3 separate regions of the Zea mays genome follow, and all the other regions are linked to region 2. The links are chromatin contacts, called in public Hi-C maps. All regions are on one chromosome and are shown on one strand. The core of a region is the stretch at or near the end of the contact, and the rest is flanking DNA. Distances in the headings are between cores, read along the strand shown.

Evidence for each region. A called contact is a pair of places that touch in the nucleus more often than the background predicts.
Region 1: a Hi-C map of leaf shows a contact between it and region 2, with 5 times the contacts expected there. The contact joins the promoter of LOC100193159 here to the promoter of LOC541693 in region 2. A contact is called at or near these places in 7 of 25 Hi-C or Micro-C datasets (ear, leaf, root tip and 1 more) and 1 of 3 datasets of contacts at active chromatin or transcription factors (leaf).
Region 3: a Hi-C map of ear shows a contact between it and region 2, with 3 times the contacts expected there. The contact joins the promoter of LOC100279121 here to the promoter of LOC541693 in region 2. A contact is called at or near these places in 3 of 25 Hi-C or Micro-C datasets (ear, endosperm and leaf).

What each region holds. Positions count from the first base shown.
Region 1 is chr1:245,660,215-245,663,538 of Zm-B73-REFERENCE-NAM-5.0, reverse strand. It overlaps LOC100193159, which reads left to right and starts at 2,032. Exons shown (of 7, transcript NR_153803.1): 1 at 2,032-2,244; 2 at 2,355-2,718.
Region 2 is chr1:245,249,240-245,252,765 of Zm-B73-REFERENCE-NAM-5.0, reverse strand. LOC541693 (indeterminate growth 1) reads left to right here and starts at 1,514. Exons shown (of 4, transcript NM_001111439.2): 1 at 1,514-1,853; 2 at 1,943-2,240; 3 at 2,360-2,533. The coding sequence starts at 1,625.
Region 3 is chr1:245,576,693-245,580,201 of Zm-B73-REFERENCE-NAM-5.0, reverse strand. LOC100279121 reads left to right here and starts at 1,479. Exons shown (of 6, transcript NM_001152162.2): 1 at 1,479-1,639; 2 at 1,759-1,932; 3 at 2,027-2,092; 4 at 2,185-2,310; 5 at 2,432-2,515; 6 at 2,746-2,964. The coding sequence starts at 1,540. The coding sequence ends at 2,816.

The DNA of each region.
Region 1 (3,324 bases), core at 783-3,282, 410 kb before region 2:
CTAAGGCTCGACTCAGGGTTGTCCTTCTGTCCGAGACTGGCTCGGGTGAGGCGGAAACCCCTGTTCCGCGGAGAGGGGACCTCAGGCGAGGCGAGTATTTCCTCGAGCGCTGCCTTTGTCCGAGGACAGGCTCGGGTGAGGCGGAGTTTCGAGCGACCGTCTAGTGGGGTCTTGGGCGAATCGTGGCTTATCCTTTCTTGCCCTCAGGGAATGTGTCTTTTGGTAGTCTAGGTGTTAAGCATGTTTAGGGGCATAATTTGGGTACCCCTAATTACGATACCCGACAAGCCTATATACGATGTTGCTAGATAACATCGTGGTTCTATATCCTGCAGATATCAAACCAGAGCTATTACACCTTCTGTAAGATGGCTTCATCGGGTAGGAGGTGTAGTTGCCCGTCCACCACATACTATATGTTGTGAACTTGTGACATTTGTGTTTTTTGTGAACTCGATATATTGTGAACTTGTTATATTATGTATTTGTGATCTTTGTGAACATGTTATATTGCGAACTTGTGAATTTGTTATATTATGAATTTGTGATCTTTATGAACGTGTTATATTGCGAACTTGTTATATTGTGAATTGTGAATTTATGGTCTTTGTGATCTTCGTAAACTTTGTCGTATTGTGAACTTGTTATACTGAGATATTTTTATATTGATATATTTACTAATTGTATTTTAAATTTCGATCGTTACGAGTGTATTTTCCATACCGAACTTTCGTTTTCGATGTTTCCAATACCGATACCGTTTCCGTTTCTAGAGTTACCGTTTCTGATTTCATTCCCGATAAAAATATGATAACAATAACGGTTTTAGTGTTTACCGACTGTTTTCATCCATACGTACACACCTTCATATGAAAATACATCAACACCCTTGATTGCTATACATATGATATACAAAACATAATTAGGGCAATCTTGTTTTTTCCCACGAGCGTGTCATGTATGTCTTTCCTCTCCTTCGCTTCCACAACACTGAAGTTGAGCTTGGGTCATTCTAGGATGCTTAATCTGGTTCACCCTGCCTCCTCCTTCAGTCCATGGAGGCTTTTGACTGAAGTTTGATTTTTTATTCCTGATATCAAACTTGGAAACAACTAGGGTTTATTAGTTCTGAGGACCTTTGGTGAGGACTCGCTCGCAATAGTGATATGATGCCCCGTGTCTCATGTTGGGCCGGTGATTTGGCGGCAAAGACGAAAGCGAATGTCGATTAATAATAACTAATAGGAAAAAATATTTTTCGTTTAATTTACCCCACCACTCCATTGAGTTGGTTCAATTTACACCTTTACAAAATTTATATTTTTTATTTCTTTATGTACAAACTAAGTTTTCAATTTATTTTTTGTTGGTTAGTAACTAATATCATAATTTAGCCATCAAAATATATTATAAATTTTTATAATTATTTTGATAGGAATCAGATAAGATAATAACATTATTAGTACAAAACTAAATATAAAATAATTATGAATTTTTTAATACATTTTCTATTATGGTGTCTTCAATCACCTCAGAAATTATGAACTTGAAATTTAACTTTTAATTGGATAATTTTTCATCATTATTTTAGGAAATATATTAAGAAATTTTATCATTATTTTATATTTAGTTTTGTACCAATAATGTTATTATATTATCTGATCTCTAACCTATCAAAATAATTATACAATATATATTATATTTTTAGACTAAATTATGCTATTAGCTAATAGCCAACAGAATTTGAATATAAAACTCAGTTTGTACATAAAATGAAAAAAGACAAATTTTGTTAAAGGGTAAATTGAATCAACTAAAAAAAGTGAAGGTAAAAAATGTACTAAAAATACTTTTAAGGATTATGTGAACAATGTTAATAGACGAGGGAAGTAATTTGGATCTTTTCCTAACTAATAACTGTATTGGGAATTGAGATGGGATGGGCCGTGCTCTCAAGTTGGGCTGGGGGTGGTCTGATCCTAACTGTTAGTCAAATGCAACGCCTACCTGTGGCCCACGCCACACGACGACCCCTCAAGTAACCTCGAACTGCATCCGCCAGCACCAGCAACAGCAATGGAGCACACGACGACCCAACACACGGCAGCCGCCGGGGAGCAGGAGAGCCCCCCCACGGCGTTGGCCTTGAGAAGCCTCGCCGACTACACCGTCGGGGCCATCCCCACCCTATTCTATGTCCCCGACTTCATCTCCCACTCCGAGCAATCACAGCTCCTCCACCATGTACTGCACGCATCAAATCGGCAAATCTCGTCTCCTTTTATTCGTTTTTGTTTCTTTCTCTCTCGATCCCACTGTATTTTGACGCGGCGGCGGTGACTTCTTCGGCGCAGATTTACCAGGCACCGGCGCCCAAGTGGAAAACCCTCAAGAACCGGAGGCTACAAAACTGGGGTACTCTTTGTCTTCTTCGCACTTGGTGGTTTTGGCTTGGAGATTGCTTTAGCTTCCTCCTTTCCTTGACACGGTGTCGGATTGAGCAGGAGGAGTGGTGCATGAGAAGGGGCTCCTGCCGCAGGCCTGTGAGTGTGCTCATAAAAGCTTGCAAATTTTAGCTTGGTTTTGTGAATCAAACTGAAGATCAGGCATAGCGTTGCATAACTGAAGTTTGGCCCGTAATCTAATTTTGGTTCCAATGTGCTTGGTTTCAAATGTCTTATCTTGTGAAAATTCAAGTTCAAATTCAAAGAGTAGTAGGTATGCTTGAAGAATAAAATTTTCCTACAATGTGATTGCCAGTAGAACTGTGGGAAGCTCACCAAGTAGTTGGCACTTTTACTGGATAGGATAACTAACACTATTGAGTTGCTGCTTCAACAGCAGATGCCACTTGGTTATTAGGAAGATGTGTTGTAATTTTTGTACAAATCACAAGTCCCACATGATGATCATCATAAACCAGTTATTAATATCATGATGGCAGCTTCATGGATTGGTGGTTATGAGCCATCAGCCAAGTTAGTGGTGTAGCTAAGCAGGGGCTGAATTCCCTAATTATCCTTGGAGCCTGGACTCTATGGAAGCACTAAAATAACTGTATTTTTGATAGGCAGGCTCCAAACCTGAATGTGACTCAAAAAAGCTAATCAAGAGAAGGATGTTTGGGGGCTAGTAGGGGCTATGGAGCTATCCTTCGAACTACCCCTATTCTCGGTCTTTAGTTGAGTTTAGATGGTTGATCTGTTTTTTATCTAGATTCATGGATCCTTTTGTGTATTGGTGTTTTTGGCCACCAGAAGGTGGCTGTGTTAGTTAGTAATCTTTGGTTTGTCTAGCTTAGACTCTTCCTTTTCTCTTAATATA
Region 2 (3,526 bases), core at 265-2,764:
TTCCCTCCACCATTTGCCCACTCTTTTTTTTTGTGTGTGCCCTTTCTCCAATTCCATTGGTCATCTCTGACTGCAGGGCAGGCAGGCAGGCGGAACCAGAGCTCCGATCCAGACGAGATTATTAGAAGCAGGGATCGAAAAGTATAAAGCAGTAGTGATAAAGGCTAATAATGTTTCTTTTTTTATTGGTTTGCTGATGGCTTAAATTAATTCTTCTGCTAATTAACCTAGCTACATGTGTGCGTGACTGGCTGACTGACTGACTGACACCCACGTACTGCATGCAGAAACATACAACCAATCTGAGCATTAGCTTGTGGTGAAAGGCTAGCAGCTGGCTCACTGCAAACAGAAAGTGAACTAGTCCCTGCTGTCTAGCTAGCTAGCTTAGAGGTGTGTAAAACATAGGCAACTTCCTTTTCAGTTGCACCTCAGTTTTGCACAGTCGCAGGCCAGCCACACACACACACACAAGAATGAGCTCAACTACTTTGCGCACACAAAGATAGTAGGAATACTCCCTATGTCGAGCTCATCAGTTACTAAGAAAAACTAAAGGTTGGTTGGTGCTAGCTTGCTTTTGCCAATGCCTCAATGGTCTGTGTGCATGTATATATATGTTAGGCCTTTTTTTTCTTTACTAATACGTACATTTTCATCGCCTGGTGGTAATAAGGCAAGTAAGACCAACTCCAGCAGCACTGGCTATCCCACTCCGTATCCCTATTATACACGCTCTGAGTCACTATTTCGCTCTCCAGCAGCCTTCGCATCCGTCTCCGCAAAACACACGCAGTGTACCTGCACTCTCCTTTTCCACGGTTTCTCTCTCCTCTCCGCACAAGACTGCATGCGCCCCCTCCTGCTCGCGGGCCCCAGTTGTCATAGACTGCATGCGGAGTGCAAATACGGAGTCTGCTGGAAACGGAGACGGATACGGAGAGGAGAGAGAAACTGTTGGCCGTGCTAAATACGGATACGGAGAGGGAGTCTGCTGGAGTTGGTCTAAATACTCCAATGACACAGCTGCTCAGGTTGTACCACTCCACACCACATGTCGTCATTGCATGCATGCTAGCTGCCATTGATAAAAAGATAGATGCAGAAACTAAAGGGGGGAAAAAAGAGAGGGAGGGGCATAGCAATAGCACGTCTGGCTGGATGGATGGGCGTGGCTTTTTGGACCTGCAGAGGGAGTGCACTCGATTGCAGCATCTCTCTCTACACGTATGTTGCCCGCCTTGCCCTGGCTAGCTGCAGCAACTGCGCCTGCAGAGGGCAACGCCAAACCGCCTGCAGACTGCAGTGCACTGCTGCCTCCCCCTGACGCCTTTTTTCCCCGATCCTCTCCTGCAATAATACAATAATAATAATCTGATTGCCCTCCTCTCCTCTCTCAAATAATCACGCTTGGACAGCACTAGAAGCACTGAGCTAGCTGAGACCACAGAACCACATGGGTCTACTATATATAGAAGCTAGGAAGTAGAGAGGGGATCAGTAGCTAGCTAAAGCTTAGCCCGGCGGCCGGCCAGAACTGCAAGAGAGAAGACCAAGAAACAGAGAGAGACAAGCGCAGGGGACAGCAGCGGGTAGCTAGCTAGCTAGCGATCGACGACAGACGATGCAGATGATGATGCTCTCTGATCTCTCGTCTGACGACCACGAGGCCACTGGATCCAGCTCCTATGGCGGGGACATGGCCAGCTACGCCCTCAGCCCTCTCTTCCTCGCACCGGCGGCCTCGGCCACCGCGCCGCTGCCGCCACCTCCGCAGCCGCCGGCCGAGGAGCTCACCAACAAGCAGGCCGCGGGCGGCGGCAAGAGGAAGAGAAGCCAGCCGGGGAACCCAGGTACGTAGTAGTTAATTGGCTGACCAATCACGCCGACCGATGCACCTAATTAATGAATCAATGTGCTACAAATAAATTAAAACCAAAAGACCCCGGCGCGGAGGTGATCGCGCTGTCGCCGCGCACGCTGGTGGCGACGAACCGGTTCGTGTGCGAGATCTGCAACAAGGGGTTCCAGCGGGACCAGAACCTGCAGCTGCACCGCCGGGGCCACAACCTCCCCTGGAAGCTCCGCCAGCGCAGCAGCCTCGTCGTCCCGTCGTCGTCGGCGGCGGCAGGCTCCGGCGGCAGGCAGCAGCAGCAGCAGGGCGAGGCCGCGCCGACGCCGCCGCGTAAGCGCGTCTACGTCTGCCCCGAGCCCACGTGCGTGCACCACGACCCGGCGAGGTACGTATGCACGGTCCTGCTCCTGCATATATGCGAGGGAATGCTAGCGACATAGCATAACATCTCATCGATCCATCCATCCATCCATCCATCCATCCATCCATCCATCCATCCATCAGAGCTCTGGGGGACTTGACTGGGATCAAGAAGCACTTCTCGCGGAAGCACGGGGAGAAGCGGTGGTGCTGCGAGCGCTGCGGGAAGCGCTACGCCGTGCAGTCGGACTGGAAGGCGCACGTCAAGGGGTGTGGCACGCGCGAGTACCGCTGCGACTGCGGCATCCTCTTCTCCAGGTACATCTCATCTCATGATCACCGTGCATATATGCATGGACGACGTGCTTTGCTGTAATTGTAAACGCTGATCATTTTTACTAACAAGCATGCTGGATATAATAGCCTAAATCTCTCACCGGACGGATCGAGAGAAAACCTAGCTAGACGGGATCGATCGGTCCAGCAGGTTGCCGCCGACGACTGTTCCATCGATCGAGCCTGTTAATTTAGTCACAAAAAGGATCGAGCATATGCATGTATATGAACTATCTTCCTTCACTGACCAACATCATATCATGCATGGACCTAGTTAATCAGTACATATACTCCTATATATACATAGTTTTTCAAGAACATTGGGTGATTCTGAAGCAACCTAAATATATATAGATACCAAAAATATATGAAGTCATCAGCACGATCTGCGAGTGAGTACGGTTCTTGAACTCTTCTGATGGTTGCAATAATACTACCAACAAAAATATACTATATATTTGTCGCCCACTAATTTATTTTTAAACTAAATCGCGACTGATAAAAAAGAACCGATGGAGTACTATATATACAAGCGCATGTGGCCTTCATTTACAATTTTAGGGTTTCCATGCATCCTGTCATAAAACTATTTGCATGATCACATCCCTATATATATATATATATATATATATATATATATATATGCCCATAGTACTACTGTTGTGAAAAAACCATGAGTCCCTGGTCAAACCAGTATATGTACATGCAATATGTTTATTGCATGCATATTTGGGAATGAACATCCTCTGCCTGCACCAACTTTATGGCAGTCGTCCATGTGGTCATCATGACACATTCCCTTCAAAAATGGAACATATATAGGTACAGCATATGAAGCAATTGAAGAGTACTTTAATTGTGAAATAGTACTACTGCAAGTATATATGTAGTAGCACAACAGTGCAATAATGCAGTGCATTAGATATAGTAGTGAAGTTAAGAGTTAGTTTCCAAATCTTTTACTAGAGAGATCAT
Region 3 (3,509 bases), core at 230-2,729, 330 kb before region 2:
GGAGTCGGCTCGACACCGGACCGTCCACAGTAGAACATGGGACGGTCTGCGGTCGGGTGCTGGACCGTCCGTGATGTGCAAAGAGCTCTCAGGTAAACCTAGATTGCAACAACCGTCAGCTTCCTCCTCCAAGGATGAGCAGCGCAGCGAGGACAGGCCAATAGCATCCTCTAGGCTCCAGGGCAGAGCAGAGCAGCGCAGCGCAACGCAGCGGGGGGGGCATGGTTGCTGGGGAGTGCAGCGCAGCGAGGGTACCACAGACACGAGCACCGATGAGGGCCCACACAAGGGACGACGGTAGATCTATACCCGGCATCTTCCGCAGATGGACGAATTCCGAGCAGATGAACTACCGGTGGCGAGGTGCGATCTATTTCTGAACGAAGAACCGACGGAGGCTGCGAATAAAGTGTCTAAACCTTAGCTTTAGATACCTATTGTTAGAATCACAGATGAAAAAAGAGACACATAGTTTAACGTGAAAAAACTCCCCTAAGGTGGAGAAAAAACACGGGAAAACAGATATATTTTGTGGTGGTCAGTACTAGGTACAAGTAGGACCTATTTATATAGACAAAGAAGATAGAGATAAGGTCATATCCAACATTTCTTGGAATTGACTTAGCTTATAAAAATAATAATATGTTTGTCTCTAAGTAGGTTTTATCATGAAATTTGGTATTAAAAGTAGTCTGACTATATACTTATTCTTGATACTGTAAATATTAGTATATTTTGTATATATTTGAATTAATATCAGACTTAAAAGGTAACTAAGGAAACTAGAATCACGACAGAGAAATCTTCTACGGCCGCATTATATCTGACGGTTTTCTTGACGACCGTCGGACGTATCACTTATTTTCAACAACTGTCAGATAATACTAATAAGACGACTCTATACGGTCGTCAGATATAGATATTTCCGACGGCTGCCGTCAGAAATAATGCTATTTCTAACCCGTTACAATCGAGAGATAGTTGCCGTCGGATATAAGACATCGGCTGTTGAAAATAAGTAATGTCTCGAGGTTTAGGTCTTATTTTCGATGGCTTTGACCGTCGAAAATTTTATGTTTTACTGTTGTGAATTTACGCTAGTAATATATAAGCAATAGACACAAGAGGCGTCTAGAACCCGGCCGTGTACATTACTGGCGCCCGCGGCGCTTATTTGGAAACGTACGTAGCATTATATTGATATTGATGTCTGGTGCAGGCCGCCGGTTGGCATGGTTCATGTCCAAAACAGAAGGTTTTTCCACGGGTGCACCGTCCACGCGTCCAAACGCTTTGCCTGGTTGTTCACGGGTACGACGACGAACGAACGAACGAGTCCAGGTGACAAGTCCTAGGAGGCCAGCAGGAGCCAATACATGTCGCCGTCGCGCTGCCTTGCCAGCTGCGAGATGGATCGGCGGCGCTTACGCATGGTCGGATCGGCGTCGTTAAACCCAAGGCTTCGCGCGCGCATACATAACTAGCTTGCGTCCCGGGCGCGGTCCCTGCATTGCGTCATCGTCGTCCATCGTTGGCGAGATGGCGGCGGTGGCCATGAGCCCAGATCTGGCGCTGTTCCTGACGGCGCTGCTGCTGCTAGCCCTGGCAGGAGCAAGGCCAGGAGCAGCAGCAACAACCGGTGAGTTCTCGTTTTTTTCTCTGTTATTATATTATATTGTCGGACCATGAGTTCGTTTCTCTATATTATTATATGGTGGCGGTGGCCATGAGTTCCTGACGCCGTGTATGTACGTTCAGACAGTAGCACCATCTGCGACACAGCCGAGTGCGGCAAGGGCACCTGCAGCGAGGTGCCGGGGATCCTCCCCGTGGTCATGGCTTCCTACAAGTGCACCTGCGACCCGGGCTGGTCCCAGCCGAAGTTGCTCAACCTAACGGTCCTGCCCTTCATGCCCTGCATCATACCCGACTGTAAGTACCTGTACTCTCGATTGAACCTAGAGCTCGTCCTGCGCGCGACCGTCCATGCATCTGTGTTGTTGTTGTCGTTGCTTGATGCATGCAGGCACCTTCGACTCCTCGTGCTACAACTTCAGCCTCTTCTCATTGAGAGGAATACCCCTCACGGACCGTGAGTATATATACAGCAGCATGTACTAGCTAGTACAGGTACCGTAGCCCTCATGCATGCTCTTCTCTCTATGCATGGCTATATATGTGCAGCCTGCGTGATCATCGACTGCGGCCTGGGCGAGTGCAGGAAGGGCCAGGGCTTCAGCTACACCTGTGAGTGCCAGCCGGGATACGTCAACTTCCTCGACCAAACCTACCTCCCCTGCGTCAAGAACTGTATGTGGCCGATACATCTGCTCGCCATTTGAGCTATACTACTTTTTAATTTGCCACGCCGCGTACGTCGTGTATATTCCTAAACCTTGATTAATAATAATAATAAAAATACTGCTCTCAGGTTCCTTCGGCTCGGACTGCTCGAAGCAGGGGATCGCCCCGCCGCCGGCGCCGCCGCCTTCCACAGCGTCTCCACCCGCACACGGTAATCACACGATTCGTCGTCGGCCCCAAACGGCAATTTTTCATTTCGTCGCGCACCAGCTCGTAATCCTAACACACACAGTTTTCACGAGTTCTGTGTGCCATTCATCGTCATTAATTTACCAGTTACCACATATATACACACATGACGACCCAACACAAAGTTTCTTAATAATTGGATTTACGTACGTACTGATCAATTGATCATCTGTACTGCGTGTGTGTGTGCAGGTTCTGTTTCGTCGTGGCGCCTACTGCAGCTGCTGCTCCCGCACGCCATCCTCCTCCTCCTCCTCCTCTAGGTCGTGTAGCTACATACGACACGCGAGGGCGGCCGATCGAGCGCACTGTACATGTACGATTGATCTTACGTGTACGTAAATACTTGTACTGTACGACCGCATCCAATTATTAATTCGGCGACGTTCAAAAAAAAAAGGCATATGTGTGAAGCTTATTCTGACATTGGTTTACGTACACTGACTTATCATATGTGTGAAACTTTATTCTAGCACATATATGAGATGCATCTGGATTTGTCCTAAAATTCAGGTGTGACAGAAGTGATATTAGAGCAATATAATATAATGATGATTGTAGGATGTAGCCTAGATAGACATGGTCAAACACTTGTCTACTTACCTTTGCCACTTTAATTCTTGCTATATTATCCCTAATCTTTTCTCATCTTGTGCTACTTATACTCTTATTCACCTTATCATTTCATTCATGAAGACAAAGGGATTTCACACCTTGAAATCTTGCACGTAAAATTTCCCTAAGCATTAGGAGTCCTAATTCTAGGAAACTAGGAATTGTAAAATGCAAAAAAACTATTTTTATAGGAAATGGTGTGCTTAATACATGTTCTTATGATAAATGCTTGATTTGCTTCTTTGATTGAGTGGACACTACAGCAGGTACAGTCATTTTCGGCGCCATAAAAAATCAGCCGAAAATAAGCCATTATTTTCGGCGGCTGACATCTGGGCGTC